2 separate regions of the Mus musculus genome follow, and region 2 is linked to region 1. A link is a contact called in public Hi-C data. All regions are on one chromosome and are shown on one strand. The core of a region is the stretch at or near the end of the contact, and the rest is flanking DNA. Distances in the headings are between cores, read along the strand shown. Region 1 overlaps Tfap2b (transcription factor AP-2 beta). Region 2 has its middle 280 kb from the start of Gm32651.

Region 1 (6,023 bases), core at 1,370-3,869:
CTTCCAAAAGTAAGCAAAGATTTCAATGTCTTTATGATAAGCGTTCACTTTGGGGAAGTTATTTATTTTATATGACAAACAAACAAACAAACCCTAAAACGTTTGTTGTATCAGTCAGTGGTTTCAGATTACTCTAAAAGGGCATGCTGGGAAAAAGGAAATAGACCAAGCAGAATGGAAACTCAGTCAGAAACCAGGAATGAGATCAGAGCAACACTGGCAATTGCCATTTTTCTCATAATATATAAGGTAGCCAATGTGTCTAAATGTGTCTTACATGACCAAGCCATCATGAAAGGGTAAATGGCTGCAAAACACTGGTGTAAAATTTGTGCTATTATGACTTTGTTCATACCTGGATTTGGCTGGGTTAAAGTCTGTGTCATGGAAATAGCTTCACCACCCACCCACACACACACACACACACACTCCTAGTGTTTGGTTTGATTTTTTTTGGGGGGGTGGTGGTAATTGTGTTGCCAGTTCTCTGTGTTATGAGTTGTTTCTTTATTATTATTATTTTTTTAATTGTGCCAAATGCTTTGCTAAAGATGCTCATCGTGAGAGGCTGAGGCAGACTACGCACGCACGCATCTCAGTCTCCCTGCATATGCACTCATGATTTACTCTGACTGTGGAATCACCCCATACTGTTAAAGGGCATGTGATATTAACAAATGTTTGCAGTCTCTTGTACAGCTGTAAGCAAAATAATTAACTAATTAAACTAATTAAATGTAATTACAATAACTCATTTTGGGCATATTGCAGCTGCTTAATTTTTTTTTTCTCCTCTTCTCTGACAGTCACTAAGAGAATGTGTAACGTTTAGAGTAGCTGCTTCAAGGCCTGAATGTCAGTCACATGCCACAGATTTAAGAGAGCGAATGGGTACACATTTGCAATCTTTAATTATCTTACAGACTGGTATTGGAAAACACAGCTTTAACGACTGCAGCCCTTTCTTATTGAAGCTAGAGGAAAACAGTCCTTATGTTGGTAGTCAACAATCCCCAGCCTCAGCCTTTGACGATTCACTCGAGCTGCTTAACAGTCATGAAGAATAATTAAAGAAAAGAATGATTTAGAAAGTAATCCATCCAGACTCAAATTGGGGAAGTAGGTAGCAGTTTGTGGACTAAGAATGACGAAGGGGTTAAAAGCATGCTAAAGTTTCTGCATTTCAAAAGTCGTGATTATATGCTTGGAGAGATAGGACAGGCAGGAGAAACAGCAGCTGAATGGTGCCTTTTGATTTTGATTTTTTTTTTATAATGTTGCCCAGTATTCTTTAGGTAATACCATCTTTGGCTGGTATGCTTATTTGGTGTGTGCTTAAGCTGGCAAATGTGTTGACTACTTACTTTCACTGGCTTCTCTAGAGTCTTCTCTGGGTAATTGCTGGTTGATTGGGGTGGGGTGAGGGAGGAGCTTTCCTGTCTCCCATTGTCATTTTTGTTTAATTCCCCCCTCCCTCTTTGTGGCAAGCTAGAACAGCTTAGCTCAGGGTTCGTATCCTAGCAACATCAATTGGCTGGCAGAGGGACATGCCCAGCAGATGACCAATCAGAAATGTTATTAATAGTCAGGCCAATAAAAATATCTGGAACTTAAGCTTGCCTAGAAAAAATGAGGTTCATGGTTTCCTTAGATGTGGGAAGCATTTGGTTGCCATTTTTGAATATGTTTGCCAGAGAAACATGACTATGCAGAAGGTAACTTCCAGGGATAAAGAAGAGTGTTGACTAGAATTGCCTGCTCTGTTTTCTCAAACTGCCACATGTTTTCCACCAAAGCTTTTTAAAAGCATGCATGGCTTAAAACAGTAAAGTAGTCCCCTGCTCATGTTAATAGATTTGGGGTGAGTAGTAAAATATGAATGTTAGGTCGGTTCCATTATTTGATACTTGAAATGTTTGCTTTATTATGTAAAGAAAAGATCCTAACATCATATTTTTACCTTTAGAAGCCACAGGCAAAAAAAAAAAAATGTTTGATTTATTTTTCTAACTCACCAGGAACCACTTAAAATAAAATTATGGGTTCATTAGCTCCTTCCCCGCCTCTCTTCTCCCATCTTTACATATTCTTATCCCCATGAGGGATGCGTCTGTGAGATTAATTCTGTAGAGAGGTGAGAAAGTTTCCTGAACTGAATATTCTAAATTTTAGCAACTAGCAGGGGACTTGGTTGCCTAATTTGTTTTCTAATGGGCATTTAGACAGTTTTTAGAAAATTATACTTCATTAGTAAAAAGCCAGCAACTAGCCCACATTTACACATCTCTCCTATGTTTATGAAACTTAATTACCTAGGTAAAAAAGATGTATTTATCTGTCAGGTTGTATCATAGTCACTCCTAAAACTTAACCCCTGTCATTTTTCTTCCCTGTTGATATCACCCAATACATTATAGACTCCCTCTCTTGTTATGTTTGCTATGTGGGCTTAGCTGACATTTCTGAAGTAATTTAGTTAAGAGGAAATGAGTTGTTCCCAGTAGAGAGAGCAAACGAGTGGAGTGAAGGTAGCCAGCGTGATAAATGGCTCTTTCATTTGAAGATCTCCAGAGCTCGTTTACGGCTAATTTTCTGTATTGGCCCCCTTTGAGCTATTAATGCAATCGGCAGGGACCGTGGCCCCTCTCTTCTTAGCTGCCCCATTAGAGCTCCCATTAAGCTGCCTCGTCTCAACTCTATGGCAGGAGTTGGGGAGGGGGGAGTAATGAAAGGTGCTTTTTAAACTCTCCTAATCTAAACCGGCAGAGGGTGGTTAATACGATTTGAAGGGGGCTGGTCAATGAGCAATCAATAAAGTAATAATGAGAAGGATTCGGTACATTAACAGTCTAAAAATCCAACGAGACATTAAAAAATCATTCGTAACTCTCAGTTCCATTAAGATTAGGAATCTGGGTGGAGTGGGGTGGGGGAGTGCCCAGCAAACATAAATGATCACTGCCATTTTCCTACAGCTTAACTTAAAAGGTTTACCTTGTTCTGAAGAAAAGGGATTTGGAACAGAAACCACTATGCTTGACACATTAGACAGAAGAAAGTATGTCAGGAAGGTTATTGAGGCCGGAGTTCAGATGATGTGACTCTGGGGTATTATTATTATTATCATTATTATTATTATTATTAATTATTATTATTGGTCTTAGGAATATCCTGTTTGGTTAGTTTCAGTTCAACCTCCATGTTTTTCATGTTTTCCCCGTTAGTTCTGGCCCCTTCCCCACACAAATACTTTGGTGTGGGTTTTCTTAGAGAAGAGGAGGAGGAGTAAAAAAAAAAAAAAATGCCTAATCTCAATTCTAGTGGCTTCTTTTGAGATTCTTCCTTCTTGCCTAGAAGGAATTTTGCCCCAGGAGTCTGAGTCAGTCAGACCTATAAGGTGTGTGTTTCCTCTCAATAACTTTGCCTTTCCAGAGAGAGAGAGACAGAGACAGAGACAGAGACAGAGACAGAGAGATAGAGAGACAGAGAGACAGAGAGACAGAGACAGAGAGACAGACATATAAATTTATACCAGGAATAGTCAGAAGCCATAGAATTCAAAACTCTAAAGGTTAGACAGTCCTTTTCACTGGCCCAAGTGTGGGAACCTGCAACTGCACAGACTGGAGAAGATAAATGACTTTCTCAAGGTCAGATGACAAGTTAAAAACATGATGAGACCCTAGTCAAGTTTCAGGTTCCCAGATTCTGTCATTAAAGAATGCCAACACTTTTCATGGGGGGGGGGTATGCTACACATATTCTGGTGTGTGTATGTATGTGTTCTTACCAGAATTTCAGTGTCCAAATGTATATACACCTGCTGAACATGTGGAATAAAGTTTATATAAGAGGTAGACATGAACAGATGCAAATCTGAGGAATAGCGTCCCTGATTTCTCTTTTCAAAGCATTAACTTTCTGGGTTGCTTCCCTGTGCAGCACCCACATTTGTCAGTTTCTTTCAGTGAGACTTAACCCTTTACTATGTGAGGCAGGTCTACTCTCTCCCCCTCTTTCCCACACAGGGATTGTCAAATATGGTTCCCCAAATTTGCTGTTTCACCCTGAAGTTAATTGTTTAAAAGAGAATGAAACCCTAGCCCATTGATCTCTATATAGCCTACTACTGAGTAATATTTCCTCTAATTTTCCCTCCTTTTCTTAAAACTTCACTCACTGCCAGAAAATCCTAATCTATTTATGTATTTTTTTTCTCTTTTGGAATAATTTATGGGAAAAGGAAAGGAATGAGTTTTCCTGTGTGTGTGTGTGTGTGTGTGTGTGTGTGTGTGTGTGTGTGTGTGTATGCACACGTGTGCACGCGCACATCAAGAAGCTAGCTTTCCCATCCAACTGAGAGCTCACTTTTTAATGTATGCACAGAAAATTGTAAACACATAAAGAACCAAAGGCTTCATGCTGAGTCTTGCTATGCTCTGTCTCCTCAGCATTTTCCTGCTGTCGCTTTAAACCTATCTCAGTCATCTCAGGTTCCATGAGCAGGAACAGTGTGCTCATAATTACTAACAGATCAACTGGGCCCTGTTGCTCTCTGAGTTTATTGATAAGCTGGAAAAAAGCAGAAGGGAATAAAATACTAGGTTAATCAGCTGAGCTAAGCAGGTGTGAGGGTGAGAGGAAGGTAAGATGATTAGCAAGCTATGGACCAGAAGGAAAGCTGGAAAGAGAAATATGTAGGGTCTGGTCTTGGGGCTCCAAGCTGGGCCAAGGGTAAGGAGCGTGAGCTGATGTTAGAACCTGCAGATACAGGATAGAATGCAAGAAGGTGATTTTGATACAAAATGGAAATATAATTTAAAACATTTCTGTTCACCTTGTGAGGTTTGGGGAGGAGTATAGTGGGGGTGAGCTTGCTAAGATGGAAGTGTAGACACATGCATTTTTATATGTACATGCAGAGAGACACAGCCCAGTGGAGGGACTAACATACTCTCCTTAAAGGAATTGGCTCCTACCAGCTGAATCAGGCTGTCAGCAATAGTACAGTTCAAGAACAGGGTATAAAGTCTCTCTGAAAGCCTAAGTTTTCAAGAAATTTGGCATCTGGGAATCAGAAAGCCAGAAAAAAAACCCTACTGTAAGCATAATACAACTGTCAGTTTGTTGGGTTTGTTCTGTTATTAAAATATTCTAAGCAATGCTAAACAAAGTATCATTGATGAGATCTTTTACATAATTTATTTCTTTAGCTCTTCTATGGAAACTGCAAAGAGCTATCTTATTTAGGGGAACTCTTTCCCAAGCTGATGTCACGACACTTGCTATTAGTATAAATTATATGTAAAGAGTTTAATATAAATAGGAAATATAAATATCAAGAATGTTCTGGAAGAAGACAAGAGTGCATGTGGATACTGTGTACAAGTATTAAATGTCTCCATCCCAATCAACCATTTTCAAAGAGACTTACAATCACCGTTATCACTCATGTCTGGTGAAAATACTTTGACATTTTGCTGCTTTGGTCTCAAATGTGAAGCAGTCCCTAATGAAAATATAAGTGTCCAGAAAAATCAAAATCCCCTTTGTACCTTGTCCTTACTCATGGCAGTGCAAAAGATGTCCCCAGTTTTCTAATACAATTCCTCCAACCAGAACAAACAGGTCCTGGACATCAACAATAGGTCCTGAAATTCTACATCTATATCAAGAAGTGGTCAAAGGGAATGCTTTAGTGTCTAAATCAACTCCCTTAAAGAAAGCTGTTTTGGAAAGGTTTTGTAAAACACCCAAGTACATTAATAAACACCTAACTTTTGGAAATCTCTCAACAACCATGGAGTCTGAATGCTGAAATCTGTGCTGTAAAGAGCCAACCCAAAGAGATGTCGCACTGTGTTATTTGTCCTGTAGAACAGAAGTTTTACTCTTTTCCCCTAAAATTCTGGTGCCCATGTGGTAGAGAGTGTGTCTTTCCCAGCCATATTGATAGGGTGAGATTAGCCATTATGAGAAAAGTACAAGTCGAAGTTGATTTTTTTCTCCTATTCTAAATATAT
Region 2 (6,023 bases), core at 1,497-3,996, 660 kb after region 1:
TTTCCATGGCTCATTAGGAATACTCGAATGATATAAAACCAGAAGTCTTGTTGGGGATATATCAGTAAAATAGTTTTGATTATTTTAATTATTTATTAAGATTTATTAGATTTCTAAGTCAGGATTTTATTATGAATTTTTCACACACATATATGAATAGATTTTGTTCTTATCAGAAAAGACCCATCTTTCCACACTCTTGCTGGTGCCCATCTTCCCACAAAACCCCTACATTCTGCTGTCATGTCCCATGCATTGCATTACCTTCTCCTTATCCCATCTCTCCTTTCCAGAAGATCACTTCAGATTGTTCTTTGGACTCAGCAAGTCAACTGCTAAAAGCTGACTAATCTAAAAAAAATTAATGAAAGATGATGAATGATGTACAATTCTACAATTGGGGAAATCAACATTTATAAAACACTTGGGGAAATATGAAACATATTAGGTTGTAGTGCTATCTCCAGGTGCTTTATCTAGTTAGAATATGAAGAGATGTAAAATTAAGTTACTTAGTACAGAGTCTTAGTTTTCTCATTTGTTCCAAGAACCTGTTAGAAAAAGATTATCTACAACATTCCTTCAAGCTCAATGTAAACCAAAACCTGAAATAGTTTCTCAATTCTGCAAAAACCACAGCCTTTTACCAATTTTGTTTCTACTATTAAAGAATTGGTTTTTGATCCCTTTGTAAGGTTTTGATCGACACCTGAATTTCCATCCTCTTAGTTTGAGTACATGTTGGGGAAACAGACTGATAATGCTATCTATGCTGATTAAGAGAAAATTAGTTGCTTATTCTCATGAGGGTACTGTGTGGTAGCAACTGTGAAAGGCAAAGAAGAAGAAGATAAATGTATGTGATATATTCAAGAAGTAAAGTATTTGGATACATGTTAAAGCTTCTAGAATAAGTTAACAATAGCTATAGTAGTACAAAGGTGTTCTTGAAGCAAATAGTAACTTATTGCCCCACCACAGGGAGGTACACTTTATGATCAGGATTCAGAAGAAACAGAGAGTGCCATGGGCATCTGTGATGGTTCTGTCTAAGGTAAGATTTCCACTGATAAGCAGAGAAAGAGTGTGTCCCATGGGAAGGGAATGATATGTAACATGGAGAAATGGGAATATTTAGGATATCTTCAGAATGTTAGAACAGATTAAAGATTCATGCATGGAAACAGTAAGGAATGAAGGCTCAGAATAAGCACTGCCCCATAAGATGAGACACTAGCATCCAAAGACATGTAAGCAGCTTGAACTAAATAAATGTATAATCTTTTTTTTCCATTTTTTATTAGGTATTTATAAATGTATAATCTGATTCACAAAGCCAACAAAGCAAGCCAAGGTCAAAACAAAGCCAAGTGATATCACTACAACTATAAAACAAAAATGTGGAAATGTTATTTCCTGTTCCCAGTACTGACTTTTCCTTTTTCAGATGTCAGAAATCATGTGTAGTGTTCTTCATACATGCTGAATTCGGAGTGTGTTAATATTGGTTTATTCAAATTTCATGCACCTGTGTGAGAGCACAATGTATTATTGGAACCAATTGCGTTAGAACGATCTGGTCTCTGACAGCCACCAGGGAGAAAGAGATGGAGACCTGACAGAATGAGAGATAGGATATAGATAGGCTCTGCTGTTGTAAATTAAGCTTGTTCATGCAGAGAGAAAGGCCTACAGAATTACATAGGTCAATCCTTTTAATGGAGAAATATTTTAACATGAAAGAATCCTCAAACTCTAACATTAATCTTACATGTCTCTGGCATGTTGTTCCCCTGTCTTTTATTATGTGAAGAAACAGAGTAGACTGTTGGATAAACATCAACACAATCTGGCTGAAACCACTGAGTCAGAATTCTTCCTCGTTGTTTCCTCTACCCTCTTCCAACAACCGCCTGCATGATTAAAGAAAGACAGGGGTATAAGGGACCTACACAAGAGGTGTCCTTTGTTTACCTTTGCCAATAAACTATATGCAGGAAAGCCACTCTTCTTTAAAAAAATTACATAGTACAAATAACACTATATTTATCCAAATCATTTTACTTTAGTCTGGCCCTCTGCCACAGTCCTACGTCTTGTCTAGCATGTGATTCAAACTTCTGCTTTAGCATCTATTTAAAATTTACTTTAGTGATTATAAGACTCAATTTATGAATCTTATACACACATGTGAATGAATATGTAAACAAATTGGCTTCACAAAGTGATTTTGAGATCAAGACAAAAACCTTTGCCCTTCAGAGATCTGCAGTCTAGATGAAGAGTCAGGATACTTATGCTCATATGGAAAGTGGAGGGTACCAAGATTTCCACCTTGCAGACAGCAAACGAAATCTTAGGATACCTAGGCTGTGGAAGATGATGAGCAGGCTGGATTGGTATGGAGGGCTTCCTAGAACTAAGGCAACTTTAAGAGTAAAAAAAACAGGATTTGATTAAATCAAGAAGGCCAAAGAGAATGAGATGTGAGAGCCAGGGGTAGAAACACCACGGCTGCTGGTGCATTTGTCCTGGTATGGAGCTGCCTTGGCCTTATTGCCAGGCATCTTGTAGCCACCTTCTCTCCCGACTGGATTGTTAAGTTATCCAAACTGCACATTAAACTGCCTTCAATATACCTCTCAATTCTATCTATGATGAAGAGGGTGCAGGCTCCTCCCCTAATACCAGAGATAGACCCTGAGCAAAAAAAAAAAAAAAAAAGTTTCTCAGCTAGATTCCCCTGTTCTACCACAAGTAACTCAGCATAAGTACCCCCACTCTAGGGCTGTCAGAGTTTCCTGAATCTTCAGTCTTTCCAGTTTCTGTCGGTGTTTGATCTCTAATCTATCTGAGACTCCTCTTCATTTTTTTTTTTTTAAAGAGAACACAAAAAGTGAAGACCAAAAATCTTTGCTCTTTTCAACTTCTCTTGCTTAGCTTGGTGCCAAGCATGATCACTTTTGCTCCTGCTGGGTTCCTCCCTTTGACTTCTTTCCTCTCCTTTACAAAAAAAAAAAAAAAAAAAAAAAACCACTCGCTGTTAAATTACAAAGCACAGACAAGCCCGTGCGAGCATGTGAGCAGACTCGTGCATGCACCCGCATGCGCGCGCTCACGCAGGCTGAAATTTGGCTTTTGCCCTTTCTAATTACAAATCACCACCTGTGGTAAAATTATTGAAAAACAGATGAGCTTTTCATTCCAGCAATAGCCTTAAAACAAGCAGCGGTTTCAACTGCCAGTGTGATGTATAGACACCACAGAGGGCAGATGAGGGATTAATTAGGTCTGTCCTTGCACATTGCCAGGGGAACACTTCTGTAGAAGTGATTGAAAACTAGAAAGAGTGGCATTCGTCTTCATTGTTGGTTAAAGGCAACAAAAATAAAGATGCAATTGAGTTGACAAAGCTTCAAGGTATGTGGCTGGATCATTTGGAGGTGTCAAAACGATCAAACTATAATTAATTAGCTAAACTGTTATATTTAATCCCTCAATTTTAATGAAGAATTTTACATCCATGAACAAACAGTATGAGAGGAGCCATCGGTTTCGGGTATTTGTCAGGTCTGAGAAGGGAGGGGCGATTGTTAGGAGAGGCTCAAGTTTTTTTTTTTCCTCAGCTGTAATGATCCACAATCTCTGCTTTTAATCTTACTGTCATTTCCTTATAGAGCAGTAGTGCCATTCCATGCATTTCTATGAGGATAGCAAATGCAGGCAGACAGCCTGTATGTGAGGTCTTCTTAAGGGAACACAGAAGCTTGGCTGGGATGGCAGCCTTTGAGCACTTGTATAGTCCTATGTTTTGTCATATTTTATCAATTGCTGGCTCTAGTTTAGACCAAAACTGTAGCTGTTGATCACGAAATAATAAAAGAAATAATTAATAAATTTTAATTATGGTAAGAAGATATTCGTTGAATGCCTGCTAATGTGTGGTATCTTTTGTTTATCATTACAAATATTTACAAATAGGAATACACATATGATTATATCTTTTTCTGCTGTCTGTAAAGTTTTTACCTACATGTGATCCACCCAATAATATGGAGAGCTAGACAGGACCAGTCTATGAGCTCTGGGCTCAAGGAGGAGAACTTGCCTCAATATATAATATCTAAAGTGAGAATGATTCCAGAAAATATCCAGTGTCAACTTCCCATACTTCAATGCATATCTGCACAAACATGAACACCTTCACACATACACATAGCATATACATTCACGCACACACACACACACACACACACACACTCACACACACACTCACATGCATGCACACAAACATGCACCCACACACGTGAATTAAATGCATCAATGTTCAGGACTGAGACAAAGATGAGCTTATAAATTAGCTTTGTAAACAACATGAATTGGTCAGTGAAGTAGGATAGATACAGAACTATTTAACTTATATATGTGCATTGTAGAAGGTAGATTGTTAATCCTCAGTATTCATTCTCAAGATGCAAACAATTGTACTCATACATTAATGAATTCCATTGCAATGATATACAATGGAATAGCACTCAGCATTCATTGAAGGAAAAATAAAATAAGCATGAGACACATCCAAGAAAATATGGTGCCAAGCTAATAGACACCAGGCATCAAATATACATAACAATTAATTAAGGCAATCAACAGATTGGGAAAATATCTTTACCAATCCTAAATCCAATAGCGGGCTAATATCCAATATATATAAAGAACTCAAAATGTTGGACTCCAGAAAACTAAATAACCCTATTAAAAAAAGGGGTACAGAGCTAAACAAAGAATTCTCAACTGAGGAATACCAAATGGTTGAGAAGCACCTAAAAAATGTTTAACATCCTTAATCATCATGGAAATGCAAATCAAAACAACCCTGAGATTCCACCTCACACCAGTCAGAATGGCTAAGTATATATAAAGAACGCAAGAAGGTGGACTCCAGAAAAACAACATTATGAACTAACCAGTACCCCGGAGCTCTTGACTCTAGCTGCATATGTATCAAAAGATGGCCTAGTCGGCCATCACTGGAAAGAAAGGCCCACTGGACTTGCAAACTTTATATGTCCCAGTACAGGGGAATGCCAGGGCCAAAAAGTGGGAGTGGTTGGGTAGGGGCGTGGGTGGGAGGGTATGGGGGACTTTTGGGATAGCATTGGAAATGTAAATGAGGAAAACACCTAATAAAAAGTATTAAAAATTTTAAAAAATCAAAACTCAGGTGACAGCAGATGCTGGTGAGGATGTGGAGAAAGAGGAACACTTCTCCATTACAAGTGGTACAACCACTCTGGAAATCAATTTGGCGGTTCCTCAGAAAATTGGACATACTTCTACCAGAAGATCCAGTGATACCACGCCTGGGCATATACCCAGAAGATGCTCCACCATGTAATAAGGATACATGCTCCACTATGTTCATAGCAGCCTTAATTATAATAGCCAGAAGCTGGAAAGAACCCAGATGTCCCTCAACAGAGGAATGGATACAGAAAACGTGGTACATTTATACAATGGAGTACTGTGCAGCTATTAAAACTAATGAATTTATGAAATTCTTAGACAAATGGATGGATCTGGAGGATATCATCTAGATTGAGGTAATCCAGTCACAAAAGAACACACATGATATGCGCTCACTGATAAGTGGATATTATCCCAGAAGCTCAGAATCCTTTTTAGAAGGGGGAACAAAATACCCAGGGAAGGAGTTACAGAGACAAAGTTCGGAGCAGAGCCTAAAGGAATGACCATCCAGAGACTGCCCCACCTGGGGATCCATCCCATAAACAATCACCAAACTCAGATACTAGGCAGATGCCACCAAGAGCCTGCTGACAGGAGCCTGATATATCTGACTGGGAGGCTCTGCCAGTGCCTGGTAAATACAGAAGTGGATGCTCACAGTCATCCTTTGGATGAAGCACAGTGTCCCCAATGAAGGAGCCAGAGAAAGTACCCAGGGAGCTAAGGGGGTCTGAAGCCCCAGAGGAGGAACATCAATATGAACTAACCAGTAC

Evidence for each region. A called contact is a pair of places that touch in the nucleus more often than the background predicts.
Region 2: a contact with region 1 is called in a Hi-C map of the N1E-115 cell line, with 3 times the contacts expected there. The contact joins two enhancer-like sites. A contact is called at or near these places in 4 of 39 promoter capture datasets (the 3T3-L1 cell line, cranial neural crest and liver), 1 of 484 Hi-C or Micro-C datasets (the N1E-115 cell line), 7 of 115 datasets of contacts at active chromatin or transcription factors (craniofacial prominence, embryonic basal ganglia, embryonic forebrain and 4 more) and 1 of 9 other capture datasets (embryonic stem cells).

What each region holds. Positions count from the first base shown.
Region 1 is chr1:19,219,267-19,225,289 of GRCm38.p6, forward strand. All of the region lies in intron 3 of Tfap2b (transcription factor AP-2 beta), which reads left to right. Among named protein-coding and RNA genes, the nearest start is that of Tfap2b, 13 kb to the left of the region's middle. Within about 2 kb of position 2,620, at least 5 of the 459 cell types and tissues checked have an H3K27ac peak or open chromatin away from gene starts, as enhancers often do. A contact at or near this core is called in the N1E-115 cell line, where this site is marked.
Region 2 is chr1:19,878,100-19,884,122 of GRCm38.p6, forward strand. No RefSeq gene overlaps it. Among named protein-coding and RNA genes, the nearest start is that of Gm32651, 280 kb to the left of the region's middle. Within about 2 kb of position 2,747, at least 1 of the 459 cell types and tissues checked has an H3K27ac peak or open chromatin away from gene starts, as enhancers often do. A contact at or near this core is called in the N1E-115 cell line, where this site is marked.